Linked DNA regions of Mus musculus: all the other regions are linked to region 5. Evidence: chromatin contacts called from public Hi-C, HiChIP or PLAC-seq, Micro-C and promoter capture Hi-C data. All regions are on one chromosome and are shown on one strand. Each heading gives the region's core, a stretch centred on a gene start, on an enhancer-like site or on the middle of the called end of the contact. The rest is flanking DNA. Distances are from core to core; before and after follow the strand shown. Region 1 holds the start of Ppil4 (peptidylprolyl isomerase (cyclophilin)-like 4). Region 2 holds the start of A630066F11Rik (RIKEN cDNA A630066F11 gene). Region 3 holds the start of Katna1 (katanin p60 (ATPase-containing) subunit A1). Region 4 overlaps Tab2 (TGF-beta activated kinase 1/MAP3K7 binding protein 2). Region 5 holds the start of Ust (uronyl-2-sulfotransferase). Region 6 overlaps Zc3h12d (zinc finger CCCH type containing 12D).

Region 1 (4,601 bases), core at 705-3,204, 730 kb after region 5:
GGGGAGTTGGGGGGAAGAGTATGGGGGACTTTTGGGATAGCATTTGAAATGTAAATGAGGAAAATACCTAATTAAAAAAATAAAAAACAAAAAACATGTGAGATATACAATAAGGCAGCCTCAAAAATAGAGAGAAAAAAAATACAACAAAGGTCCTCACAACTAAACATGAAATAATGACACTAGGCATTTCTAATAATACCATCTATATTATTTAAGTAGTTATATATACATAACTATTACACACACACATTTGGTTTCTTGAGACAGGGTTTTTCTATGCAGACCTCTGTGAATTTGCCTGGCCTACAGAGTGAATTCCAGGAAAACCAGGGCAGATGCTGTACAAGGCTTTTTTCTTTTTCTTCTTCTTCAAGACATGGTCTCTCTTTGTAGCCCTGGCTGTCCTGGAACTCACCCTTTAAACTCAGAGACCCACCTACCTATTTCTGCCTCCTGAGTGTCAGGATTAAAGGCATGTGTTACCACTGCCCAGCTTGTACCAGGATTCTTAAGATAATGGAGATATTAAGGCACAGTTTCTGCTCTCCTTGAAGCACATCACTGGGAGGAGACAATCATGCACATAGTTCCAGGACAGTAAGTACATGTTCTAATAACATGAGTGCTGCTGTGATTTATAAAACCATTGCAGACAAAACAGAAGAAACAGACTAACTGTAGCTGACCTAAGTGTTACACTGAAGAGCTCATGCTTTAGTTGAGCTCTTCATATATATATATATATATATATATATATACACACATACACACACACATACACATACATATATATATATATACATACACACATACATACATATATACACATATATATTCATGGATATATATACATATATATAGTCAGGAAATGAAGTTCTCAGAAGGATAGGGAGTGGAGAGGAGTGTGGGCATTGGCAACAGTAAGAATATAGAAGGCTGCAACAGAAAGTGTAGGGTTTGTGAGGGAGGGGAGGAACAGTTGAGCATGGGAGAAGGTGTGCAGGCAGGAGGCACTCCCTGTGTGCAGTGCTGCAGCACACCTTCTTTCATTCTGTGGTAATCTCTGCATTCCACGGGAGAAGGACAATGATTGTAGCTAATCTCTCCCAGTTTCCCGATTCTCCCAAAGGATACATTCTCCACACAGCAGCCTAGTGTCTCTCCAAGGCAAGTGTGCCATGCTATAATCCTGCTCCTGAAGTGTTCAAACCAACAACATGGCAAAGAGGACTTACTAAGGACCTGGCCTACCAGTATTTGGCCTGACTGGAAGTCAGTGGCATCTATTTCATTTCACATACCAATTCGTTCCAGAATGCCAGATTTCTTTCTATTACCAGAAAAACTCCAAAGAAACTGCTAAGTACACCTTATCTAACACTCATCTTCGAAAAGGCTAGGTTTCTTATGTGGCTTCTTCCCACCTCTCTGTTTTGCATAGCAAAGTGCACATCCATCTGTTAGGACTCGAAGTTAAAACTGGAGCTCGCTTCGTCCTCCCTCAATGGACATTCAGACGCCTGAACTCTAGCTGATCCCTGGCGCCTTGCAGACCAGCCAACTTCCTACCTGCTTTCATCATGACAAATGATGTCAAGTCAAACCGTATTTAACCCTTTCTTTACCTTTCACGAGTAAAGAAAGCATAGCCACGAAAGCTACACCTCACCCAGACCCACAAGCCACAGTTCTACACACCACACACACACACACACAAAACCAAGGCCTGCTATGAAACTGAGCTCGAGCCAGAAACAGCGAAGAAAAGGGAACTTTGGCAGCGGGCTCACGGCCCCGCCAGGTCGCGAAGGCCTCCAGTCTCACCCCGGGGACGCTCTTCAGTGTACAAGTCGATGACCACGTCGCCCAGAGTGGTCTCCAAGAGAACCGCCATGGCGCCGGCTCCTCCGCAGGAACAAACACCCCGGCAATGACAGGCGCATGCGCAACCAGCGCGCGCCTACGTCTTACGTCACGACGTGTGCGACGGCTTCTGGCGTCAGCCGCGGGCGCCGTCGCCCACCTCGGAGGCGCGATTTCCCGCGGCCTAATGGCCGGCTCGTTCGGCCCGGCAGCTGTTATCTGGTGCCCGCTGTCTTCTGGCTGTGGAGGCTGTTTGAGGACTCTCTTCCGCCCTTGGTGACCCATATAAAGACCTGTATCTCAAGAGGGCCATTCCGTAGGAATAGCGGAGGCATCCGAGAGCTGAGAAACCTCCAAGCCGGCGGCACATCCTCCCCTTGCCTTTGGAAGAGGTTGCCCTGGGGTTTCCATAGTCTCTCCATCAAAATCGCCAAGCCCGAGGCATCAGTTGCTCGGTGAAAGCTGTAAGAAAAGGTGACTAACAAGCTTTGGTTTGGGGTTTTTCTTGTTGTTGTAGATTTTGATCATACTAGTGTGTGTAGATCAGGACTGGACATGGCTTAACAGCACAGAGGTTTTGTGCAACAAATTAGAATACAAAGGCTTCAGTCTTACATTGGAGATATGTAATAAAAACTACCGGTTTTTTTATGCTGATAACATATTTCCATGTTTTAGTACACTCTTTACTTTTTTAAAATATTTTTTAAGATTTATTTATTTATTATATGTAAGCATACTGTAGCTGTCTTCAGACACTCCAGAAGAGGGAGTCAGATCTCATTACGGACGGTTGTGAGCCACCATGTGGTTGCTGGGGTTTGAACTCAGGACCTTCAGAAGAGCAGTCAGTGCTCTTAACCAGTTAGCCATCTCTCCAGCCCGGTATACTCTTTTCTAATCAAGCAGATTATTCCCTTTTATGTCATTTTAATGTGTACTTGTGAAAATCAGAGATATGACAGATCATAGGCATATCCAGGAAGATGAGGAGAAAGGACTTTTTAAAAGTAAACATTTTTTTTTTTAAGAAAAATAGTATTTGAAGCAATTTCATGGCTAGAAGTGTTCACCACGCATGTGTTATTCCGTATATTCCAAGGAATTTAGGAAACAGAAGATGGTAAAGAAACATGAATTTATTTATAGTCTGGTCCCATTTAGAAGGGTGTAATCAAAAACCCTGCACCTGTTACCGTCTTCTAGTTTAGAAAATCATTGGATATGGGCTAGAACACATGGAGATGATATAGCTGTGCAGGAGTTGATAAGTCACTGGACTGATTTGTTCAATCAATGAATGGCTTCATTGGTAAGCAATGAAGCCATTGTGAATACATCTCTCTTCTCTGCCTCTCACTATTATTTATCTCTTGCATTGGTATAGTTTGGATGGATGACTAAGCCTTTCTGGTTTGAATTGGAAGAAAACAAGATTTGTCCTCAAAGAAATTCAATAGCAGTACAGCATTTGCCTTGCATGTGTCAGTCCCTTGTTTCAAACTCTGGTACCAGAGTTTAGATCTGGTTTTGATAAATAAATAAATAAATAAATAAACAACAAAATAAAAATTTCAACTCCATAGGTATTTAAAAGAAAAATGAAAGCCTGTGTCCATGTTCTTTACTTTGATTGACAGTACTGAGATGTTAATGTCCTTAACGTTTTCTAAAATCATAGTAGACTCTTGGAACAGCAGAGCTTTTCAGGAGAGATACCCTTCAATGAGGGCAAATATACCAGCCAAGCCAAGGAGGTCGGACAGGAGTGATCATGTTGTGAGAAGAAGACTGCATTTGAACTCAGGCTGAGAAAATGGCTCAGTGACTAAAACCACTTCCACCTCAAGGCCTACAGCCTAAGTGTGGACCAGGAACCCACATGTTACCACAGAACCAGCGCCAAATGCTACCCTCTGACCGCCACATGCACACCATATCCATGCATGCTCACACAGTTTTTACAGATTTGGGGGGATTGTGGAGAGAAGCATTTGTGGATAGTAGCACTGGCTGCTCTTCCAAAGGACCCAGTTCAGCACCTAGCATGGCCATGGCTGCTTACAACCATCTGTAACTCCACTCCCAAGGGATCACACATCCTCCTCTAGCCTCTAAGGGTACTGCATGCTTGTAGTGCACAGGCACACATGTAGGTGAAACACCCATACACATAAAAAAAAGAAAAAATTAAAGTTTCTCAGAGATAGTACACTAAGGACTTTGTCAGGAAGTGACTGGAGATGTACATCAGATTATACAATGCCTGCCTAGCATGGATACAACCCAGGATAATGTTTCTTGTACTGTATAAACTACATGTCTGTAATCCGAGCACTCAAGTTGTAGAAGCGGGATAATCGTTGAAGATCATAGTCACTGTGTAGCGAGTAAAAGCAAACCAAGGATGCATAGGCCCTGCCTCAAAAGCAAACATTTGAATCAGATCTGCATAGCCTTCAGTGAACTGAAAACCTGGTAGGAACTAAAGTATACATAGGAACTTACATACAGACTCTTTGCAGAATACAAGACAGTGGGAACAACTACACAGAGGCAGGACCAACATTTGCAACCAGTGTCCTGAAGGAATTGGCAGAGGTGTGACAAGACCTGGCAATCCATCTGTGAAACACTGCCTGCTAACTAGGATACCACTGGTAATGTGATCATCCTAAGGAAGATTCCCATTGCTGAGGGATGCTCAAGCTGTAAACAGGATTCTAGGACTTAGG
Region 2 (4,652 bases), core at 686-3,185, 860 kb after region 5:
CCTATTTTGCATAATCTTGTCCACCCTTCAAGGCTCAGTACCCATGTGTACCTTTTCCTGATGGCTGCAGTCTGCGTTGTTCTAGCTAAACCCAGTAGCACTACTATCTAGGTCATTAATGGCACTCACAGTTATTTATTTTTTCTTTTTTTTTCTGCTGTTTGTTGTTAATGGTGTGCAAGAGGGAACCTAAGATCTTCCACTAGTTAGGCAAGACCTCTGCCACACCCCAGCCCAGTGGTGTTCTAATCAGATTTCCATGACTAGGATGTAAGTTCTACAATACAAGAGGAAAGACTTATCAGTATTGCTATTCTCCTTTATATTATAGGAGTTCCAAACTGTGTTGGCTGTTTCTTTAAAAGGAGTCATGATGTGAGAGTTATTAGATTATAAAGAGCTTGAGGGTTTGTTTTTTTTGTGTGTGTGTGTGTGTGTTTCGAGACAGTGTTTCTCTGTGTAGTCCTGGCTGTCCTGGAACTCACTCTGTAGACCAGGCTGGCCTCGAACTCAGAAATCTGCCTGCCTCTGCCTCCTACGTGTGCCACCATGCCTGCCCCCCCCTTTTTTTTTTGAGCTTGAGGATTTTTGTTTTGTTTCGTTTTCCAGCAGCAAGACTGTTACCCAACCTGGCTATTTCTTTTCCCCATACAAAATGCCAGTCACCGAAATGATAGGTTTTGCAAGATAGAATTTATGAGGTGACCAATCATTTGAAAATGGAGAAAACAAGGTCATCTCTGGACCACTTCACCTAAGCTGAGGTTGAGTGATATTTATGGACTGAGGAGCAGGAAAAGGTATTTGGATTAAACTCATCAGATGTAAACATCATGACCCATACAGAAAAGCAGTCAGATGAAAGTACCTAAGCACAAGGAGATTCTAATGAACTTTTACACTCAGACTAGAAGAGCAGGTGGTACTGGGTAGGAAAAAAACGGACGGTCTAAAACTCATCGCTTTACTCTTAATGTTGAACAACACTGACATTTATAGTTAGTTACAGGAGTCATGAAAATAGGTGATAGACATTTCAGGTTGGATGCAGGTTGAGTGTTGCAACTGATGAAGTTTGGTAAGAACTGTAATTTGGAAATTGCTCCTGACATCACAGCACAGCATAGGTGTCTTATCTTCGTTTCCTTCCTGAAAGTTTACTGGAGTCATGGCTGTGTCTCAGTTCAAGTTAGCACACGTTGGATGCGGCAGACAGTGTTTCCTGTCAATTCTTAGAATGTTGCAGAGATGAAAGCAGTAAAATTGGTGTCCAGTCTAAGGATGGAATTTGTGAGCTTAAGCTGAAACTCATACTTGGGTAGGAAGAATAACACTTCCACCACAGGGTACTGAGCTTATTTTGTAACCAATTATAGCTCTCGGCTACTTTTGCTCTTAACCAGGGAAGCATCCCTACCCCCAATTCCATGTCACGGTATTCTTCCACCTTGAATTTATGCCTTCAGAGCTGAAAACAAACCAGAGCCTCTGCTTCATCAGGACCGTGCTGAGACATAGGCTAGTGGACTTCGTACCTGAGAGGCCCTTTGCCCTTGGGCTCTGTTAAAATGATTATTTTGGCCCCATCCAGAAGCCTTAGGTTAGTGCACCGGGTTGGACGAGGCAAGACGGAGTCAGCACACCATCTAGCAATCTAGACAGCCATAGGAGCAGACCGGCCGCTCGCAACAGCTGACGGAGTGGCGATTGCGGAGCCCAAGAAGGCGGCACACGTCGGACCCGCCATCCCGCATCAGCCAGAGCCGCGGCTAGGAAGGAGCCTCATCACGCAGAACACCAGCTCGCCGGCCGCAGGACGGAGGCAGGTGCAGGCCTCAGGAAGGGGAACTGAGCAGCGTTCGTTTGTGCGACCTCGCTGCGGCCACCGAGCACTGGTTATCGCCCCCGCTCGCTACTGGGCTCCAGGACTCCCCCGCCGCGGGCCCCGCCTGGCCGCACCCCGGACTGCGCGGCGTCACAGAGCGCATGCGTGCCGCGGGGGATGCCGGGAGCGCGCATTGGCGGCAGTGGCAGCGACGGCAGTAACAGCGGCCGCTCGAGCGGGGACACCAGCGGGGCGGTGACCGTGTGGGAGGTGGTCTCACTCTTGGGGAAACTGCTAGGGACCGTCGCCGCGCTGAAGGTGGTTCTGTACCTGCTCCGGGTGTGCTTCGCGATGGCCTGGAAATCCGGCGGCGCCAGCCACTCGGAGCTAATCCACAACCTCCGCAGTAAGTGCCACCCCCGCCCGGCGTGGGCCAGGGAGCAGGGCCGGGCCTGGACGCTGTCCCCCCCTGACAATCCGGAACGTTCGGTCTGCACCCCTGCGCCTGCTGGAGGGCGTCGCAGCGCGGTTGCACCGGGAGTTCGGAACGCCGTGCGTTTTTGCAGTCTCCTCTCCCGGGACCTGTCACTCGGCGATGTGGATGGGAAGAGGGTAGTAGCCAAGAGGGAGCTGCTGCGGGTGGGACACGGGCAGTTGCCTCCTCGCAGGCTGCGGGGGACTGGGTGCGGCACAGGTGGCGGGGCTGTTGCTGGAGTCTGCGGTCCCACTAGCGAGGGGCGTGACTTCAGGGTGGGGAAGTGCAGGCTTGTTTCTGGTGACTGGACTAGCACCGAGGGGACACCACCTTCGGCCTACGGGTTCTCTCACTGTTCTCGGTTGATTCCCTGCAAGCTTTCTGTTTTCTGCCTCCCCCGCCCTCTGTTTTTTCCTTTGGAGGGAGATGCTGCTGTCTGATAGCAAGGGGAGGGGAGAGGAGGTTCCGACTATTGCGGTTGCTGGGAGCAGTTTCTCAGGTTGCTGTCCAAAGTATAGGCCCTTGGGGGGGGGGGGGCGGCGGGGGAGCGAGGGATTGTCAGAGCATGCTGCTCCTAAGAGACTTTGTTTGGAGTCTTTGAATCCAGCAGACCATTGTGTGTATAAAATGTTCCAACTTTTTTTTTCAAGAGTGTTCATTGGCTTTTAAAAGCGCGTTTGAAAAGTTTTTTGTTTTGTTTTTGTTTTTTTTTTTGTTTTTGTTTTTTTTTTTTTGTTTTTTTAAAGAATAGCATTTTCTGTAGTCACTGTATTGCTTCCTTTGATGATAGTTTCAGGATAGAATGAATGCTGTGTCACTTTCCTTTCTAAATTGAAATAGTGTTGTTGTCTGGCTCAGAGACCAAGAAGAGCTGCAAGTTCATAACCTCACCCTGATCAGAATTCACAGCTTCTTTTGCCACCAATTTTCAAAAATAATCATAGTCTGCTGGGTGATGTTTTTAATTTTCTTGCGACTTTTCTTTTCTCTTCTTCTTTTTCTTTTTCTTTTTTTTTTTTAAGCCTTTGAGGTATTTATCTTACTTCTCAACTCTATTCATAATCACCGTGAGGGCTGGAACGCTAAACAATGGAATTTTCTCAAAGAATCAATAGTCATCCCCACCCCCACCCCCACCCCCACCCCTCCCAGGAATGCCAATCCCCTTTGCATTAAATGCTGAGATCTATGTAAGGTACAAAAAAGTGAATGAGAGCCGGGTTTGGTGGCGCACTCCTTTAATCCCAGCACTCAGGAGGCAGAGGCAGGCGGATTTCTGAGTTTGAGGCCAGCCTGGTCTACAAAGTGAGTTCCAGGACAGCCAGGGCTATAAAGAGAAACCCTGTCTAGAAAAACAAAAACAAAAACAAAACAAAAAAAAAAGTGAATGAGAGAAATAAGTAGGACATTTGGTACTTAATATTAATCATCACATTTTAAGAATCATAGTTAAATAGACATTAGATGTTAATGAAAGGCAATGAAGTATGTTTAGATAGCTAAATGTTATCAAACTTTGTCAACATTCTCTTTGTAGAAGTATATCTGAAAGCAAATAGATATTTAAACACTGAGGCAATAGTGTAAAGTGTTGTTTATGTTCTTGTGGCTTACACATAAGCCCAGGATTAAGAAATGTTCTATAAAATTTGATAACATGAGCTAAGTGCCTCCTATTGCAGCATAAAACATTCTGAACATGAATTTTGTGACTAGGTAATTTTCCCCCTAAGAGGTTATCACAGTAGACACTTGGCTGTGGTAGACATTTGTGATCTGTCAAGCTTTTAAAGTCTCTTTTGTAGCCAAATTTGTGGTAACCCAACACTAGATCTTTTCCAAGTGGTCTTATTTTTATTTATTTATTTATTTTTAGTTTTTGGTTTTTCTAGACAGGGTTTCTCTGTGTAGTCCTGGCTGTCCTGGAACTCACTTTGTAGACCAGGCTGGCCTCGAACTCAGAAATCCGCCTGCCTTTACCTCCTGAGTGCTGGGATCAAAGGCATGCGCCACCACGCCCGGCTTCCAAGTGGTTTTATAATCACTTTACTGTATTGTATTACTTAACTGAAACTTCTAAGGATACAAAAAATATTTAACATTTATGGATGGTAGATATTTAGTTTTATACTATACATATATAGTGTATGGTATAAACATATATATGTGTGTGTATATATATTTATACATATATATGTGTGTGTGTATATATATATATATATATATATATATATATATATATTGCATGGTAGATATTTAGTTTCATACTAAGTATATAATTCATTAGTAAGAGGAAATTAGAGAATTCAAGCTATTTAGCTTTCTTTAAAAATACTTGGACACTTCTGAAAC
Region 3 (4,763 bases), core at 457-2,956, 790 kb after region 5:
CCTCTTGCCTCTGCTCTATACTGCCTTGTACACTTGTACCGTCAAGGAAAACGAGCATCAGCCGGGCAGTGGTGGCACATGCCTGTAATCCCAGCATTTGGGAGTCAGAGGCAGGCAGATTTCTGAGTTCGAGGCCAGTCCTGGTCTCCAGGACAGCCAGGGCTACACAGAGAAACCCTGTCTCGAAAAACAAAAAAACAAACCAACAAACAAAAAAAGAAAGAAAGAAAGAAAGAAAAGAAAAGAAAAGAAAAGAAAAGAAAAGAAAAGAAAAGAAAAGAGAAAAGAAAGGCAGGCAGGCATCACTGTTCTCTTGGGAGCTAATTACATAAAAAGTACTAATGATTACTAAATAAAAGCTTGAACTGGGGGAAGTGTAGCCGCCTGTAATCCCAGTACCAGGCAGAAGCAAGAGTTTCAGAAGTTCAGGCCAGTTTAGGCTACAAAGGACACTGTCTATAAATAAATAAACAAATAAGGGCTGGCAACAGTTACAAGCCTAGCCTACACGCAGTACAAGGCAGAGGCAAAAGGATCCGGAGTTAAGGACCAGCTCTGGCTACAAGAGACACTGAAGAAAGAGGAGAGGGAGAGGAGAGAGAAGAAGAGAAAGAGAAAGAGAAAGAGAAAGAGAAAGAGAAAGAGAAAGAGAGAGAGAGAGAGAGAGAGAGAGAGAGAGAGAGAGAGAGAGAGAGAAAGAGAAAGAGAAGAAAGAGAAAGAGAAAGAGAGGAAAGGAAAGAAAAGAAAGAGGAGAGGAGGGGGAGGGGAGGGGGAGGGAGAGAGGAGAGGGAGAGGAGAGGGAGAAGAGAGGGAGAAGAGAGGGAGAAGAAAAGAGAAGAGAAAAAAGAGAAAGAAGAAAGGAAAGGAAAGAAAGAAAGACAAGTTTTCGTTTGTATGCCACTGAACCCACATACTGAATGAAACAAATGCTTCCTGGGATAAATTTTCTCCACAGCGCCAAATCAAAAAAGCCAAAAGCTTTCATGAGAACACTAGGCTCTCAGATTAAGAAACTAACCCCAAGAGTGGCGTGGTTGCACACACCTTTAATCCCAGCGCCAGGAGGTAAAGGAAGGCTAGTCGGGTCTACAGAGCGAGATCCAGAACAGCCAGGGAGAGAGAGAAAGAACGTCAATATTATCACCTTTAAAAGCAACAAAAACAAAACAACAAACGCCGGTGAGGGGGCTCAGCAGGTAGAGGCATTTGCCCAGCATGCCGGGCTACCCGAGTTCAACTCTGGGACCCTCGTAAAGGCGGATGGAGGGAAGCGACCCCAGAGAGTTGTCCTCTGACCTCCACTCACGCGCCCACATCTACACCATACTCAACAATAGCAATAAATCTAAAACTAAAAACAAAGGCCAACACAAAGGAGAAACAACAGAAAGAAGTAAGCCACCAGAAAGCAGTACAACTCCAACCTAACAAACTGTACGAAAAGAAGCTGAACCCCAACCTCCAGGCTCTGGGGATTTTACAAGGCGGAAGTTTCGGGATGGGGGCGTGAAAGCTTCGAACGCGTTCCCTGGTCGGGTGTCGCGGGGGCGGAACAGGGAGCCTGGAGGCCCGAGCACTCACCTAGCGCAGCCCAGGCTACCCGCCGCAGCTCCGGGTCGGGACCAAGTTGAAATGAAACCGGGAAAGCCCCTCTTAAAAGGATAGTTCCCGCACCGGCGGGGACACGCCCCGGAAGTGCGTGCTCTACGGGCGTGCGCGCGCAGGCGGAACCTGCGGAGGGGCGTGGCCGAGCTCGGGGTGCTTCTGCGCACTGTGCGCCGCGGCTAGGAAATGGGAGTAGGCGTGGGGAAGGAAAGTAGGCGGGGCGAAGGACTTGGCAATACCCCGCCTACTTCAGTACTTACTCTGTGGACCATTATCTCTTCCCAGGGCTTCTTCACTCTGCCTTAGCAGGAGATTTACACTAAGCTGCTCTGAGGTTAGGAGGTCAGGGGCTCTCTTACAGGTGAGTGTCAGTGCTCAAGCAATTCGTTTATGACAAATCTTGCTTTAGAGCCCGGTACTTAGGATTATGAAGCCTGGGACCCATGTGTCAGGGTAACGCGAATACTCTCAAGACATGCTAAGGGGTGAGATTTTATTTCCAATTCCAGGTGATCCATCACCCTCTTCCTATATCACAAAACACAGGGCACAAACTGGTACACATACATGCATGCAGGCAAGCCACTGCATATATGAAATAATGTTTTACAGGGTTTAAAGTCTTCTAAATTTTTCACCAAAAATAGAAAATATATTTTCTGCTCTAGTAGATGTGAACGTTAGTGTCACAGAGCACAGAAAACTATAATCAGCACATCAGCAAGAATAAAAAAGACCACTTAGAGAGATATAGATCAATTACTCCAAGAGATGGATTTATAATCTATACAAATGCAAAGGCCTGTTAATTTATAAAACCGGATTATAATTTAAAAGCTTCTCAAAGGTGCAAAATGAATGTATATGGTATACTTAAATATATAGGAAATCCTAGAACCTACAGGATGAATCTGTAGTAACTAATCAGAAGTATCCGGGTGGGAGTTAGTTAGGAGTTGGGAATGATGTTCTGTAGTGGAGATGTCTTCCCAGGTGTACAGTTTTACACATGAAATGAAAGTTGTAATTTGAGTTTATGTAAATTATACCTCAGTGATGTTTTGTTGTTGTTTTTTCCTTGGATATTTTCTTTTCTTTTAAGAATTATTTATTATATGTATATGAGTACACTGTAACTGTCTTCTGACACACCAGAAGAGAGCATCAGATCCCATTACAGGTGGTTGTGAGCCACCATGTGGTTGCTGGGAATTGAACTCAAGGTCTCTGGAAGAGCAGTCGGTGCTCTTAACCGCTGAGCCATCCAGATATTTTCTTTACTTACAATTCAAATGTTATCCCCTTTCCCACCCTGGCCCCCAGGAAACCCCCTATCCCATCCTCCCTCCCCCTGCTTCTATGAGGATGTTCCTCCACCCATCCACCTACTCCCACATACCTGTTTGTTGCTGTTTCAAGACAAAGTCTCACTCTATAACCTCTCCTAGCCTGGAACTTATCACATACCCCAGGTTGACCTCAGACTCATAGTTTCTCTGCTCTTAAGAGTCCCCATTACAGCCATGGGCTTCTGTGCCTGGCGTCAGTGAAAATGTTTGAAATAGAAAGACAAACCCCCAAAAGGTGACTTACAGTGTGTGGTGGTTTGAATATGTTTGGCCCAGGAAAGTGGTACTGTTAGGAGACATAGCCTTATTGGAGTAGGTGTGGCCTTGTTGGAGGAAATGTGCCACTGTGGGGATGGGCTTTGAGACACTCCTCCTAGCTACCTGGAAGACAGTAGTCTTCTCCTGTTTGCCTTTGAAACAAGGTTTACAACTCTCAGATCCTCCAGCCATGCCTGCCTGGAAACTTCCATGATGAGAATGGACTGAACCCGTGAACCTGTAAGCATGCTCCAATTAAATGTTCACCTTTATAAGAGCTGCCGTGGTCATGGTGTCTCTTCACAGCAATGAAACCCTAAGACACAGTGACTACTTCTATTTACTTACTTGTACAATTAAACAACAAACAGTTATAGTTACCCTTAAACCACAGAGATTTCAAACTTCTCTTTTTTTAGAAGATAGAATCACAATAAATAACCCATGGTCACCTCAAACTCAAGGGGGAATCCTCCTGCCTCCGTTTCCTAAGTGCGGTCACACAATTTTCTGCTGACCTACTTTGCCTTTTTACTTTTGCAGTGCTGAGTCCAGTTCTATATAGAGCTGCATCCCAGCTCTTCCTAGCTCCATCCAGCTCACCAGCTCACAGCTGGATGCATGCAATCACTAGAACCCATAAAAGTAAAAATAAAGGGTCCTGTATAGTTTTTTGTCAACTTGACACAAGCTAGAGTCATCTGAAAGGAGGGAGCCTCAGTTGAGAAAGATCATAAGATCCAACTGTAGGAGATTTTCTTAATTAGTAATTAATATGGGAAGACTCAGGCCATTGTTGGTAGGGCCATCCCTGGGCTTGCGGTCCTAGGTTCTATGAAAAAGCAGACTGAGCAAGCCATGAGGAGCAAGCCAGTAAGCATCAGCTTACTCCATGGCCTCTGCATCAGCTCCTGCCTCCAGGTTCCTGCCCTGTTTGAGTTCCTGTCCTGGCTTCCTCCAGTGATAGACTATAAAGTGGAAGTATAAGCCCAACCCTTTCCTCCCCAACTTGCTTTTGGTTGTGGTGTTTTATCACAGTAACAGTAGCCCAGACTAGGACTGGGGCTAGGGATATGGTGATACACACCTTTGATCCCAGCACTCTCAGGAGGCAGAGACAGGAGGATCCCTATGAGTTTGAGCCATCCTGGTCTATATAACAAGATCTAGGACAGCCAAAGTTACATAGAGATACCCCGTCTCAAAGGAGGAGAAAGAGAAGGGAAAGGAATAAGGAAGAAGAGGAGAAGAGGAGGAGAAGGAAGGAAGGAAGGAAGGGAGGAAGGGAGGGAGGGAGGGAGGGAGGGAGGGAGGGAGGGAGGGAGGGAGGGAGGGAGGGAGGGAGGACTGGAAGGAAGGAAGGAAGGAAGGAAAGAAAGGAAGGAAAGAAAGGAAGGATTGCATAGCTTCCGTCTGGATAGAATACATGTCAGTTGCCCTCACATTTCATTACCCTAGAAAATCATGTGGTCAGTCTAACTTCAAAGGAACAGACATGTGCGACTCTGCAGTGTCCTCTGGAGAGAGTGCATAGGAGCCATTACTGCTTC
Region 4 (4,571 bases), core at 1,976-4,475, 600 kb after region 5:
AAACTTAAAGTCTTTTATAGAACTGCTTAGGGTATTTTCAAAAAATAAAGAACTCTAATGTATACTTGAGTGTAATCTTGATGTATTGAGAAGACAAACCAAGCATTCCAGAGGCAGGATCACTGGGGGAAGGGGGAAGTGTATCAGTCATTTCTTTCTTCTTGTTTGCTCTCCTTGTTCAAATGGTGTGTGTGGACCATCATTTCCTAATGAAAGTTCTGGCATGATTTTATCTGATTGCTGGTAGACATTTTAACATCCTTGATTTCTTTTTGGCTCCTAATTTTCCATCCAGTGCTCCGATTTTTTTCTCCCATGTCCAAGATGTATTAGTTGGTCTCTTGTTACTCACCTGCATTATCAGATACTTATTATTGCCTGCCTTCTAACTGGCTGCTTTGTCAAAAGAATATGCATCTCCTTACATCTTATCTACTAACAGGATTTTTTTTTCCCAAAATACTCTTTTGTTGTTACTTCTCTGTTCATCTGGGTTCAGTAGCTCTCTCGGCTGCTTATAATAACAAACTGTAGTGCCGTTCATTTCTTTAAATCCTCCATTACTTAAGCCCAACCATGCATTTTACGAAGTTTCCAATGTGAACCTTTACTACAGCTAGAGATGCTCCATTCACTGTGTTGGAACATAGTTAACCTAACTCTACCATTCCCTTCACCAAGAACCTAGAGTTTCTATGTTAGTATTGGCTTTGTTTTGGGGAGGGTTGTTTGACTGTTTTCTCTTGTCCAACTTGTGTGTGCTCTGTGAACCATCAAGCAATATCTAACTCATTAATCCAGGGCTGTGTGTGTGTGTGTGTGTGTGTATACATTAATGTGTATATTAATGTGTATAGGTACAAGGATGTGAACACATGTTCATGAGAAGGGGCCTGAGATGAGAGAAACGTCTACTGTAGTTTTCTGGAGCTTTCCGTGTTGTCTCTTCGGAACAGGTCACTGAGCTGTCTCACTCTCGTGTGCATGTGTTTAGGGCTGAGCACTTGGAATTGAAGGGCTCAGCCCTGGAGAAGACTGAGTCTCCCTCTCTCAGCAGCCATTGACTGCCTATAGCTCCTCATCTAGGGATGGTGCCTTGTACAGCTTCCCTGTCCATGCTGACATGTTAAGTGGTATTGTCATTGTGCCGGTCTTATTTAGGCAGCTATAATGTTAGGATTTCATGCACGTAGCCTCCCTGTGGTTCCAGAAGACCACAGGACAGCAGGCGTCCTGGTCCACTAGCTCCTAAAGTTGCACCATCCTCTGTTCTGTGGTTAGAGGTTGTGCTGTAGATGTACCCATTGATGCCAGGCACCCACCCCATAGTTCTCTGCATTTTGACCAGTTGTAAATTTATGTAATGGTCTCTGCTGCAAAAAGAAACTGCTTTGATGAGAGGTGAGAGCTATACCTACCTGTCTGTGGTATTGTATAAATACTTAGAATTTAGCTGGAGTATTCTAAACCTAGCTAACTGTCCTTGGCTGGAGAGGTCAGGACTGAGAGAACTGACCACTGCCATTTTCCAAAACTGTCAACCTGATTGAGTTACAGGCTCTTTAGTGGGATGAAAACTCAAATCTTCCACAAGCTCAAAGATTGCTGCATATATGATTGATTTCCAATAAGTATTTTTCTGGAGAATTTATGACCAATGGTGTGGTACTTCGTTTAAAAACACTTTGTTTTGGGTTTTGCTTCTTTCTGCATATTGCTCTGGAATGGGTTTTTGTTAGGCTCTGTTGAAGGCAGAGACATGAACTCAGTTCTTTTGTTGGCTACTTTGTGCTTATATTTCATTTGTGGATGGTTTTACAAGAGGAAGAAGCACAGGTAGAACCGTGTAACAATTGGCTCTATAAATGCTCACTTCTTTTTTAAGTGCTTTGAAGAACTTTGCATCTTATCATTTCACTTTAAAAAGAAATTTAATTATACCTTATTATATTCTTAAAGTTGATTACTTTGTTCATTGTAAAAATTGTATTTTAATTAGGCTGCATTTTACTGTATTTGGATCCATCCATTTACTAAGTAGCTTCTTAGACCATGATTTATTTGGTTTACATTTATTTGTTACTAGTAAATGTTTCCATTACACTAATAGTGAGAGTTAATAAACCTAAAATAGTTCTCAAATCAAAAGATGTCTCTTGTGATTATAGTATCTGTTCACTTGTTAGTTGTGTATTTCTGTGGTAATGATAGTCTGTGTATTCACTTCTCATGACTAAGATTAACCTGTCCTTATTTTGCTCTGTAGAACAATAATAACCTGGATGCCTGCTGCGCTGTTCTCTCTCAGGAGAGTACAAGGTATCTTTATGGTGAAGGAGACCTGAATTTTTCAGATGAGTCTGGAATTTCTGGTCTACGCAATCACATGACTTCTCTCAACTTGGACTTGCAGTCACAGAATGTTTACCACCATGGAAGAGAAGGAAGTCGAGTGAATGGAAGCAGGACTTTAACACACAGCGTTAGTGATGGACAGCTTCACGGTGGGCAGTCCAATAACGAACTGTTTCAGCAAGAGCCACAGACAGCACCAGCTCAAGTTCCTCAAGGCTTTAATGTTTTTGGAATGCCCAGTACATCTGGTGCTTCAAACTCAACACCGCATCTTGGATTTCACCTAGGCAGCAAAGGGACATCAAACCTTTCTCAACAGACTCCCAGGTTCAATCCTATTATGGTAACTTTAGCCCCAAACATACAGACTGGCCGTAGTACTCCTACATCTTTGCACATACATGGTGTACCTCCGCCTGTACTGAACAGTCCACAGGGAAATTCTATCTATATTAGGCCTTATATTACAACTCCTAGTGGTACAGCTCGGCAGACACAACAACATTCTGGCTGGGTGTCTCAGTTTAATCCCATGAACCCTCAGCAAGCCTATCAACCTTCACAGCCTGGACCTTGGACTACTTATCCTGCATCCAATCCTTTGCCACATACCTCAACCCAGCAGCCGAATCAGCAGGGCCATCAGACCTCTCATGTCTACATGCCTATCAGTTCGCCAACTACTCCACAACCGCCAACCATTCACTCATCTGGGAGCTCTCAGTCTTCTGCCCATAGCCAATATAACATTCAGAATATTTCAACAGGACCTCGAAAGAACCAGATAGAAATCAAACTTGAACCCCCACAAAGAAACAGTTCTTCAAAATTACGTTCTTCTGGACCTCGAACTGCCAGCACTTCCTCATTGGTCAACAGCCAGACCTTAAATAGAAATCAGCCCACTGTTTACATAGCTGCCAGTCCTCCAAATACTGATGAGATGATCTCCCGTAGTCAACCCAAGGTCTATATTTCAGCCAATGCCACCGCAGGAGATGAGCAAGGCATGCGGAATCAACCGACACTCTTCATATCTACAAACTCTGGGCCATCTGCAGCCTCCAGGAACATGTCTGGGCAAGTGAGCATGGGTCCTGCCTTTATCCATCACCATCCACCCAAAAGCCGAGTGTTAGGTGGTAACTCTGCAACGTCTCCTCGAGTGGTGGTCACTCAACCCAACACAAAATATACTTTCAAAATTACAGTTTCCCCCAATAAGCCCCCTGCTGTTTCCCCGGGGGTGGTCTCCCCAACCTTTGAACTTACAAATCTTCTAAATCATCCTGACCATTATGTAGAAACAGAGAACATTCAGCATCTCACAGACCCGGCTCTAGCACATGTGGATAGAATAAGCGAAGCCCGGAAACTGAGTATGGGATCTGATGATGCTGCCTACACACAAGGTAATGCTAATGTTAAAGGGGGGTGGATAGTCTCCATGCTGGATTTATTGTCCATATGACTTCACAACAGAAGAGGGCATCAGCATGCCTTCTGATGGCTTGTTTTTCAGTACTGGCCTTGCTACACTAAGTATTCTTCCACTTGGCTATATCCCTGGCCCAACGTTCATCTTTAAATGTCCAAATAATATTATTTTAGAATTTGAAACTATTCATGTAAAGTTTAATATGGTTATAATCAGGAGTTTTATAGTTCGTAGTGCTTCAGAAAATCAACTTGGCTTGTTTTTAAATGTTTTTCTTTATTTTGTTTCATAGTATGAATAATGTTTTGCCTACTTATGTATCTTTGTACCGTATACTTGCCTGGTGCCCACAGAAGTCAGGAGAGGGTATTCTATCCCCTGGCACTGGAGTTAAGGATGGTTGTGAGTACCATGTAGGTGCTGGGAACTGAACCTCCGTCCACTATAAGAGCAACAAGCGCTCAAAATCACTGAGCCATCTCTCCAGCCCCTAATCTTTCTCTGATACACTGGCTTTATTAATAAGTTTCCTTCCTTTTTATTTTATTGGGTATTTTATTTATTTACATTTCCGATGTAATCCCCTTTCCCGGTTTCCCCTGCAGACCTCCCTCTCCTGTTGTCCTCCCCTGCGTCAGGGAGGGTGCTCCCTTAGAGTGCCCTGACTCTTTGGTCGTGCTTTGTTTAAACAGATGAATACGCAGTGATTCTTCATCCATGCTACGCTGTGGTGGTTTTCCCATTCCATAATCCTGTAATTTTAAAGCATCACGTGTCC
Region 5 (4,605 bases), core at 1,715-4,214:
TGGAGGCTGGGCTGGCTGCCAGTGAGGCCCAGAGATCCACCTGTCTCCCCCGCGGCGGCAGCAATGGCATTACAAACACAGGCTCCCATGTCTGTCTTCCATTCTGTGGGTTCTGGAGATTAGGCTTAGGCCCTCAGGCTTTACCCTTCCACACTAGAAACGGAAGCCATTGCCTTGTGTGAACGAAAACAAGGGCTTGACCACTAGACTACACTGCTGCTCCCCCACCCCCTGATGGTTTTGTTTTCTTTTTAATTTCTACATTCACTTATTTTCTCCAACGTGTCTCCTTCCCAATCAGATTACCTAGAGCAAGCAGGCCCTTTCCCCACAGAATGTTGACAGCTGGCTCCAGACACCAGGGGTGGGATTGTAAACCCAGAGGGTCTTACACACATTCTTTTACACAGTGACTGTTTGGATCACAGGGCCAGGCTCTGCTCCAGGACCAGATTGTCAGAAGAGGTCTCTAAAACATTAGGAAGATTGCTTGGCAACTCCCATCTCCTGGCCTGTCTTTATCAACTCAGAAATTATTAATTGGGAGTCTATTCTGGGCCACTCATTGTACTGATGAAAGTAATTCACACTAATGAGCAATGACTGATGGGCTTAATTCTCTAAGGGACAGTCACATCTCTAAAGTGTACACATGAATCCGGACAAATCCCCCATTGCTGGGGTGAATGTGACACAGGCCATTAGCACTCCAGTTAGGGGTTCTTGTGACAAACAAAGGGCTTCTGTTCTACTTGGTGTCCCAAACAGCACTCCTAGACCTTAGACAGTGGCCAGGAGAATGCAGGGCAGGGCAGTTTGTGCCCGTGCAGGAGTGACTCTGAGAGTGTAGCTGTGTGTGGTGCTGCCCACCTCATAACTCTCGGCTTGTGTCGTCTTCACCTATGGTCGAACTTGTGGACGAGGAAGTTCATATTCAGGTGGTGGGTAAGCCACGTTTGCTCAGTTTGAGCTCCTGTTGCTGTGAGAAATAACTTGACCACAGGCAACTTTAGGGAGGGAGGGGTTAGTCGGCTTATAATTCAAAATCACATTTCCTCATTGAAGGAGCTCAAGAGAGGAACTTGAAGACAGGGCTATTTGCTATTCCATATGGTACTAACCCTGACCACTGACCTCACTTCCTAGCCAAAGAAGTGTGACTGGACCTATGGAGAATTTTGTTTGCTGGCTCATGCTCTTTTAGACGGTCCAGAACCATCTGCCTAGGGAGTCGTGTGCTTCACAGTGGGCTGGGCCCTCCCACATTAAATAACAACGGGGCAGTCCTCCACAGGTATTCCCATAGGCTGATCCAGTGTAGGCAAGTCTTTAATTGACATTCTATCCCGTGATTCTAGGTTGTGACATGTGACTTTTAAAACTAACCATCATGCATTCTGTCCTCTAATTGTGAATTCTTGCTCCCAGGATCCCATTTCTCAATTTTCTGTGGAATAATCTCTGGATGGATAATGTTTTAAAAGTTTTCAGGAGAACAGTCGTGGAGCTATGAGGCTCTTAACTGCCCCACATCTCCTGATTACTGGACTATTTAGAATGATTTGGGGATCAGAGTTGAGAGGCATCGGAATTGTGTGGCCTGAGCTAAATGCTGTTTTCTAATCCCAGGGAAACCATGAAGAAATCTGCCCAGTGTCATGCTGCAGTGGTTAATATATCTGTCTTGTTCACAGTCCTACCTACCTGCTTATGTCACTAAATGTCACTTCTGTTTCCAACTTAACTCAGCTTGGAAAAGAAAAACATTATTGGAGAACTGTCTCCAACAGATTGTTTTTTTGCTCCTGTCTGGGGAGCATTTTCTTGATTGCTAATTGATGTAGGGGGGCCAGGCCACAGCAGGCAGAGAGCCGTTCCTAAGCAGGTGGCCCTGGACAGTACAAGAAAGACGGCGGAAGGTGAACCTAGAACCCGCGTAAGCACATTTCTCCAGTTTCTGCTCCAGTTCCTGTCTCTAGGTTCCTCCTGCCTCACCTTCCCTCCACAATGGACTGTAACTGGTAAGCCAAACAAATTCTTTTTTTCCTCCATGTTATTTTGGGTCATGATGTTTATCACAGCAACAGAAAAACAATCTAGGACACTGGAATCACAATGTAACTCTTAGGCCATATCACTTGTGTATCTGGTGATTTGTAAAAACAAAAACGATTAAGTGTGTTTGATAGAGCAGCCCTGTTCTCGGATAGGTCTCTGGGAAGCTCCGTGGGCTCTTTCAGTTCTAGAAACTTCCCAGCGGTGGGAAGAGAGATGGTGAAACAGGTCTGTGAAGGCACAGAGCCTTCTCCTTTTATATCTGCTGTAAGGTCTTCCTCCAGTCAGTGGAGTACCCTTGTTTTCAGTGGAGTGCTTGTAAGACGAGGGAGGGCAAGAAAAAAGCGCCCTCTGATTCTGAGCCAAGGGCGTGAGCTATGCCTGGCTCTGCCGAAACCACCCACCTCTTGCCTTTTACCGTCCCGGCTAGGTCTTGAACCCATATCCCAGCACATTTTATATCGGCTTTTGGTAGGTGGGTCGCTTGGGATATAGAAAGAGAATCAAGTTCCCCAAATGAAAAGACAAACGTAGTCAAATCCTCCAAGGCGACTGTTTACGAGAGGGAAGTCAGCGGGCCCCAAGAGGTCGCTGGTAGCGCAGGAACCGAGACCAGATTGTAGAGAATGGAGGAGGAAAAAAAAAAAATCCACGCACCCAAAAACTTTCTTCCTTGTTGCTGATCCTCGGCCCCCTCCTCCCTCCCTGCCCGCCCCAGCAGAAGCCGTAATGTGACACCGAGTCCAGCGTCGAGCCCAGGGTTGGAGAGGGAAGGGAGGGCCGGGGAGGGAGGAGAGCGGGCCGTCTCGCGCCAGAGAGAAAGGGGAGGGGAGGAGAGGCGAGGAGGGAGGGAAGCCCCTGTCAAGGAGGTGGAGCGAGAGGGTGGTGTCCGCCTCCCGATCCTCCCTGCCTTGAGCTAGCCGAGCCTGAACTGGGACCAAACACACCGCCCGCGACCCACACAAAGCCCGGGGGGTCCACGCTGGCGCTGGAGGCGAGCCGGGAGCGAGCCCGGGGCGCGGCGGGACTTGGGGCGCAGGGCTGCTACGGGACGCGGGGCTGCTAGCAGGACGCGCGACCAGGCGTGGGTTGCGATCGCCACCCCCACGGCGGGGCCCGGGACATTTTGGGCCCTTTGGGGCCGCAGCGAGCGGTGGGGACCAAGACGAGCAGAGTACCCTGAGCCCGGCAACTTCGGCCCCTCCCCGCCCCCACCCGGCTGCCCTCAGCGCGTCCCTCTCCATGTGCAGACAGCCGGCTAGGCGCTCCGGCTGGCGGCGGATGGGTGACCTCTTCCTGGCCGGGGCGGGCTGTTCGAGGCGGCGGAGCCGGCGATGAAGAAGAAGCAGCAGCAGCATCCCGGCGGCGGCACGGATCCCTGGCCCCATGGGGCCCCTGTGGGGGGCGCCCCTCCGTGCCTGGGCAGCTGCAAGCGCCGGATCCCGCTGCTGCCTTTCCTGCGCTTCTCCCTCCGGGACTACGGTTTCTGCATGGCTACCCTGCTGGTCTTCTGCCTGGGCTCCCTCTTCTACCAGCTCAGCGGGGGACCCCCTCGCTTCCTGCTCGACCTGCGGCAGTATTTGGGTAGGGAAGGGCTGCGCCAGCCCCGCAAAGTTGGGCACTCGGGGAAAGGGTGATAAGCGGGGAACATCTAAAGCTGTCACGGCCACCACGGTCCCCGAGGCTCCCCAGGTGGGATGCCACTGAGCATCCCTCAGTGAGGCAGCTGGGAGCGCCTGCTTCCTACAGTACTCTGGGCTGCCCGCAGCGACGGGGGACTCCGGGCAGGTGTCCCAAGCCCGGACACCACGTACCTGTCCCCGAATCGCCACTCCAACTGGGGCAGAATAGACATGTGCATGTTTGTGAATATTTGTGTGTATGCTGGCCTGGCGGTGCGTGCACAGTCCTCTCTAGGATGTGGTTAACAACTTACAATCCTGTCCCGTCTGGCTTTTCCCTTCTGAGTTGTGTGGGCTGGTTTAACCCCGCTTTCCAGTCACTTTTAGATATTCTATCCACTGGGTCCCCCGTTTGTGAGTTGGCCCAGGTGATTCCAGTCTTTCCCTAGGTTGGTTTGTTCCTTGGCAGCACCTGCGCACCCCGCGGACTGCAGCGAGAGTGCGGGAGAAATTGGGGCTGTTTCTAGGTGCCAGTCAACTGTGCCGCCTTCGAAATTCCGCCCCGTATGTGTCTTAAGTCAACTTTTTTTTTTTTCTTTTTGGTTCGTGGCTGAAAAAGGAAGAGGTTGGAACCCAAGAAAACAGATTTCAGTGAGGTATGACCTCGCTGCTCTCTCATCCATGATTCTGAGTGCCAAGGCTTGGCCAGCACTCGCTCAGGTCCCAGGGATGATGCTGGCTCCTGTGCCTTGGCTGAGGGAGGGTGTAAATTCCTTGACTTCTGTGGCCAGGAGAGGTCGTGCGGGGGTTGTCTCTGAGGTGGTTTGAGTGGAAGAACCTACCGTGGTCATCTGCAGGTCCAGAGTCAGTTCAGGTGGAGACTCCATCAAAGTGCTGGGACCAGAATGGGCTGCCCAAGACTCATACA
Region 6 (4,477 bases), core at 1,702-4,201, 650 kb after region 5:
ACTAGAGATAGCCCATCTATGTCTCTCATCCACGGTTTTGTGTCACAAGGACATACTAAGACTTTGGAATTTTCCAAAGGTGATTACATCCGAGATGTGTTGTTGTCCCCCCCCCCCGCACACACCTCCTTTCCCCCCTCTTGTACTTTGCTTAATCACAGTGAACCAAATAAAATAGCTTTACAGCTTACTAAAACTCAAACTTGCCTTCAGAGGAGCAGTTTAAACGTTCCCAACTATCAATTTGCAATGCATTGATTCGAAGCATGGAACCGTGGCCTAAATGAACCGAGTATTTCTGGAAGGCAGGCTGGGGCTGAAAGAGACTAGACTGCAAGAGAAATAATGAGGCCAAGACAAGTTTTCTCTAATCAAGGCCGGCAAGTTTACTAAGAGAATGTGCTTAAAAGGGGGAGTGGGGAGGCCCATCCCCCGCTGATCCATTCTTGGTGCCTGGAGTCAGCCTGTAGGATAGGATATGTCTCTGGAATGTCTCAAGGGTCTCTCAGCAGGTAGCAGTCTCGGAGAAGAGCAGAAGCAAGCGGTAGCTGACATAACAACATAGCCATCTAAGTCAGAAGGCTACACCTACTCTAACAGTCTTGTGGAAAGGAAACACACACAAACACACATGCACCCACACATACATGCACACACACATGCACAGGCACACACACGCACTCGAGGGAAAAAATTCAAAGGATCTAGAAAGAGTGGACCGTCTTCAGGACCGGGGACTAAAGGTAGAAGCAACACTCTGAGAACAGCACATGCTTTGAAAAGGAGGTGAGGAACGATCTCTAATGAGCCATGCTAAGACTGTGTTTTTAAAAGAGGGAGGACTTCCAGGAAGCCATATGGCTGCCCTGGTACCAAGGAGTTGAGTTTACCATGAATACCGCAGCCGAGTTTTTCCTGAGGCATACCTTTGCTATGCCAACAAATGTGACTAGTAATAAAGGGGTGTTTCCCAAATGTACCTATCACACTGCAGGGGCTCGGAGGCTTTGGCAAAGAGTTCCCACTGGCAGGTCCCTTCTGACTCTCTCTGACCAAGTGAACTACCAACTCCCTCATGAACAAATGAGTTACAATCTGGCAGGCTACCATTGTAATTGGAACATATGGGTGCTGCCTACAGATGCTAGGGGTCCCTCAGGATGCTGGGCCCATGCCCCGAAAACACCGTATCATTTCTTGTCCCTTGTAAATGAATGAGCTTCTTTTCCCCCAAAACCCAGAGCCAAAGTTATCTAGAAGACACAACTAAGTGAAGTTGCAAAAAACTCCGCCGGAATCCAAATCTATGCTGACCCACCCAAAAACTGATTTTTGTTGTTGCTGGGGTTTTTGGGTTGTTTTTGTTTTTGTTTGTTTTTGTTTTTTGAGGGGGTGGTGGGTAGACTGGAATCTTATCTCTGTAAGGTGCAATTTAGAAGAGTTTATAAAATCACCACAAAGAAAGGCTGATTAAAAAAAAAAAAAAAAAAGAGCCAGGCTGAGTCTTAAGCAAGGCCGTGTGCATGTGTACATGTGCATGCATGTGTGTGTGTGTGTGTATGTGTGTGTTGTGATGTGTGGGTAATATGGTATGCATGTACAAAAAGAATAAAGCCCCAGTGAGAAGACCCTTGGGATCAGGTGTCCCTGGGACAGCCCCACAGTAAAATTTACACAACAAGGCTGGGTTCCCTTATGAGTGAAATTATCAATAGTGACTTGTAAACTCAGGCAGCAATGCCTTCCTTCTCGTGTCACCTGAACATGTATGTTAAACATCATTGGGCACCACAAAAGTCAAGACTGATTTACCAGCCTTTTTCAATCTTTCAACTACAATGACATGTTAAGTTCTCATGGCTTTCTAGAATTCTAAACACACACACACACACACACACACACACACATACACACACACACACTTACACAACAAGAGTTTATATCAAACTCAGCTTGATCTCCTTGATTAGCGGTGATGACCAGCTGAAACATTTGTAGATGCTTAGAACCAGATACAGATGTATTCCCGACAAAGCCTTCCAAACACAGCAGAAATCACCCTGTCCATGCAGCAGGTCCTGGCTTCAGGGAGCATCCCCAAGGTCCCCACGGGTATCCACCACTGAGGATGAGAAAGAAGTCTCCACCGACTACCTTTGAAGAAAACGGCGTCCAACCTAATGACACATCCAGACTAACAAGCGTCTTGTATCCCACCCGTCCAAGCTGCCAGTCAAGCCTGGGCCACCACCCCTTACAATGTTATGAACCTGTCTCCTAAGGATCCCCCAACGGAGCACCGGTCTTTTGGGATCTCTGCAGGAGGGTGAGCAGAGCCATGTCGGAGAGCGGAGGACCCGAGGCCATCACAGGGTGGTCTTGGTCAGGTGGGAAGAAGCTGCAGTGCACAGGGCGTGTTCCCCCACCATTGGCGACAGGTTGTGCTGACTCCGAAGGTCCTCTAAAGATGTCCTCACCCCAAGCCGACTCGGACCAGACCGAGTGGTTCAGATAACAATAGGAGCTGGGCAGGAGAGCCCACGGATCTTCCAGCGGTCTGCGCTGGGGAGGCAGGTCACTGTGCATGTCCCTGGAACGGTGTCTCTCCGACAGCCGGGCCTGTGGGCAGATTGGAGACCCGAGATCGCCCGGAGAAAGCGGGTTGTTCGGAGTCCGGAGGCTCCGCATACCTGGCAACCCTATGGTGGCAGCGCTGCCCGCGCGAAGGGATGGTGGGGCCCAGGACGTGGGGACACCCGTGGGCATCCAGTCCGGCCCACGAGACTGAGACACGACGCCGCTGGCCGCGGTGTCGCTGAAGGTGAGCCGAGCGAAGCTCCTATTCAAAGCTGCCAGGACCGCGGGCTGCGGGGCTGGCGGGAGGTCGTGCTCGCCGGGCTCCTGGGGAAGCAGCCGGGCTGTTGTAGGACGGCTCCGGGCGCTCGGTGTCCGCGGCTCCTCGGCGCCACCACCCAGCCAGGCCCGCGTCTTGGCACGGAGTTCGTCGGCCACAGACAGCTGCCCATGGTGTGGTCTCTCGGGGTGGTAGAATCTGCACTTGACCCCGTAGGTGCATTTCTTGCCTAGAAGAGGCAGGACAGAGGGAGCGTGGGATGAGACCTGCGGTGAGCAGAGGCTATGACGCCTAGGCCATGCCCTTCCCCAGGCCTCTGACTCTGTTGCTGTCCACCCCCTGAAAGACAGTGCTCAGAGCTCTGTAACCCCCAAGGTCAGCTGAGTAAGTAACCCATCAGGAACTTCTTTGAGCATAGTCTGAGGTCCAACTAAGTCATGTTACCCTTACCCTCTACCTGCCCGGGGGTCCTGACCTTAAGAATGGAGCCCGCAGGAGGGGTGGTGGAAGATCATGCATCTAGCACTGCCTGGGTTTCCACTAATGGCCACATGCCTTCTCCCTATACCTGTTCTGACGGGTGGGCAAAGTACCAAATAATTGACCATCTAACCCCAAGCGCTTCAACCCGACATTCTGGGCCAGCCCAGAAGGATAATCATATTCGTTCTAACAAGAAACGATTTTGAATGTCACTCATGTCTTGATGAACAAGCACAAGGTCATAAGCACAAAAGTCAGGAGCACTAAATATTTTGACAAGGCAGGTAGGGAAGGAGCTTGGATTGAAGCCCTTAACTCTGAATGGCTAATATGGACCAACTTGGTAAGGGTGGGAGTAGAGCAGACAGTGGGGCAGGTTAAGAATATACTGTACCAAGGACGCAGTGAAGGATCTAATAAAATAAGAGCAGAGGATACAGCTGTATCCCTCTGAGTGTGGCTCTACATCCAACCCTATGGGTGTGTCACTTCATCCTTTGAGTATCCTTGCTGGCAAACTGCAGTCCGGAAATGCAAGTGTCCCCCGTCCCCGTCCCCCCGTCAGGTAACTGGTTGAGGGTGGAGCTTGCTCGGGCTGGAAGCCAGGTTGTTTGTCTGCCAGGTTAGAGCTTCCCACTGTGCTGCCAGAGCCCACAAAACCTGGGTGCTACCCACCATAGGGACAGTGTTGCCAGGATGGCTCTGGGGGCCTTGGCTTCTTGCTTAGGAAGTTGCTTAGTGTTGGTCCACGGCGGCCCAGGGGGTCATCAGGAGGCATGAACCTGAAAAATAACCACAGAGGGGCCACTTTAAGAGTGAAAACAGCCGGGTGTGGTGGCACACGCCTTTAATCCCAGCACTCTGGAGGCAGAGGCAGGTGGATTTCTGAGTTCGAGGCCAGCCTGGTCTACAAAGTGAGTTCCAGGACAGCCAGGGCTATAGAGAAACCCTGTCTTGAAAACCCAAAAAAAAAAAAAAAAAAGAGTGAATGGGACTTACCACTGGTATCTATATGGGGGCTTGGGAGAGGAGGCCTGAGCCACCCAAGAGAGTAAATACCCGCATGGTATGACCATGCAACCAAGAAGGTACATATACCACAACATCTCTTCACATCAGCCTCTCCCAATGTGGTGCTGG

The links. Promoter capture Hi-C pulls out the DNA fragments that hold promoters and counts their contacts. A called contact is a pair of places that touch in the nucleus more often than the background predicts. HiChIP or PLAC-seq counts read pairs in DNA pulled down with a chosen protein or histone mark.
Region 1: an H3K4me3 HiChIP or PLAC-seq map of stem cell-derived neural progenitor cells shows a contact between it and region 5, with 3 times the contacts expected there. The contact joins the promoter of Ppil4 here to the promoter of Ust in region 5. A contact is called at or near these places in 4 of 39 promoter capture datasets (the C10 cell line, embryonic stem cells, hippocampal neurons and 1 more), 3 of 484 Hi-C or Micro-C datasets (CD4 T cells, cerebellar granule neurons and embryonic stem cells), 8 of 115 datasets of contacts at active chromatin or transcription factors (astrocytes, bone marrow-derived macrophages, effector CD8 T cells and 4 more) and 3 of 9 other capture datasets (adipose tissue, liver and pancreatic islet).
Region 2: a contact with region 5 is called in a Micro-C map of embryonic stem cells, with 6 times the contacts expected there. The contact joins the promoter of A630066F11Rik here to the promoter of Ust in region 5. A contact is called at or near these places in 2 of 484 Hi-C or Micro-C datasets (CD4 T cells and embryonic stem cells) and 1 of 115 datasets of contacts at active chromatin or transcription factors (bone marrow-derived macrophages).
Region 3: a promoter capture Hi-C map of hippocampal neurons shows a contact between it and region 5, with 4 times the contacts expected there. The contact joins the promoter of Katna1 here to the promoter of Ust in region 5. A contact is called at or near these places in 3 of 39 promoter capture datasets (the C10 cell line, hippocampal neurons and pre-B cells), 2 of 484 Hi-C or Micro-C datasets (CD4 T cells and Th1 cells) and 2 of 115 datasets of contacts at active chromatin or transcription factors (astrocytes and bone marrow-derived macrophages).
Region 4: a contact with region 5 is called in an H3K27ac HiChIP or PLAC-seq map of microglia, with 4 times the contacts expected there. The contact joins the enhancer-like site here to the promoter of Ust in region 5. A contact is called at or near these places in 3 of 115 datasets of contacts at active chromatin or transcription factors (astrocytes, microglia and stem cell-derived neural progenitor cells).
Region 6: a Hi-C map of nephron progenitors shows a contact between it and region 5, with 2.2 times the contacts expected there. The contact joins the enhancer-like site here to the promoter of Ust in region 5. A contact is called at or near these places in 11 of 484 Hi-C or Micro-C datasets (Th1 cells, bone marrow-derived macrophages, cortical neurons and 5 more), 10 of 115 datasets of contacts at active chromatin or transcription factors (astrocytes, bone marrow-derived macrophages, embryonic forebrain and 5 more) and 2 of 9 other capture datasets (embryonic stem cells and liver).

What each region holds. Positions count from the first base shown.
Region 1 is chr10:7,790,247-7,794,847 of GRCm38.p6, reverse strand. It overlaps Ppil4 (peptidylprolyl isomerase (cyclophilin)-like 4), which reads right to left and starts at 1,954. Exons shown (of 13, transcript NM_026141.3): 1 at 1,828-1,954. The coding sequence starts at 1,897.
Region 2 is chr10:7,660,654-7,665,305 of GRCm38.p6, reverse strand. A630066F11Rik (RIKEN cDNA A630066F11 gene) reads right to left here and starts at 1,935. Exons shown (of 1, transcript NR_030698.1): 1 at 683-1,935. It overlaps Pcmt1 (protein-L-isoaspartate (D-aspartate) O-methyltransferase 1), which reads left to right and starts at 1,698. Exons shown (of 8, transcript NM_001347228.2): 1 at 1,698-2,231. The coding sequence starts at 2,003.
Region 3 is chr10:7,722,943-7,727,705 of GRCm38.p6, reverse strand. It overlaps Katna1 (katanin p60 (ATPase-containing) subunit A1), which reads right to left and starts at 1,706. Exons shown (of 11, transcript NM_011835.2): 1 at 1,583-1,706.
Region 4 is chr10:7,918,310-7,922,880 of GRCm38.p6, reverse strand. Tab2 (TGF-beta activated kinase 1/MAP3K7 binding protein 2) reads left to right here. Exons shown (of 7, transcript NM_138667.3): 3 at 2,267-3,767. Among named protein-coding and RNA genes, the nearest start is that of Tab2, 36 kb to the left of the region's middle. Within about 2 kb of position 3,225, at least 10 of the 459 cell types and tissues checked have an H3K27ac peak or open chromatin away from gene starts, as enhancers often do. A contact at or near this core is called in microglia, where this site is marked.
Region 5 is chr10:8,517,184-8,521,788 of GRCm38.p6, reverse strand. Ust (uronyl-2-sulfotransferase) reads left to right here and starts at 2,964. Exons shown (of 8, transcript NM_177387.3): 1 at 2,964-3,639. The coding sequence starts at 3,390.
Region 6 is chr10:7,865,870-7,870,346 of GRCm38.p6, reverse strand. Zc3h12d (zinc finger CCCH type containing 12D) reads right to left here. Exons shown (of 6, transcript NM_172785.3): 5 at 4,013-4,119; 6 at 1-3,083. The coding sequence ends at 2,278. Among named protein-coding and RNA genes, the nearest start is that of Gm24726, 20 kb to the right of the region's middle. Within about 2 kb of position 2,951, at least 42 of the 459 cell types and tissues checked have an H3K27ac peak or open chromatin away from gene starts, as enhancers often do. A contact at or near this core is called in nephron progenitors, where this site is marked.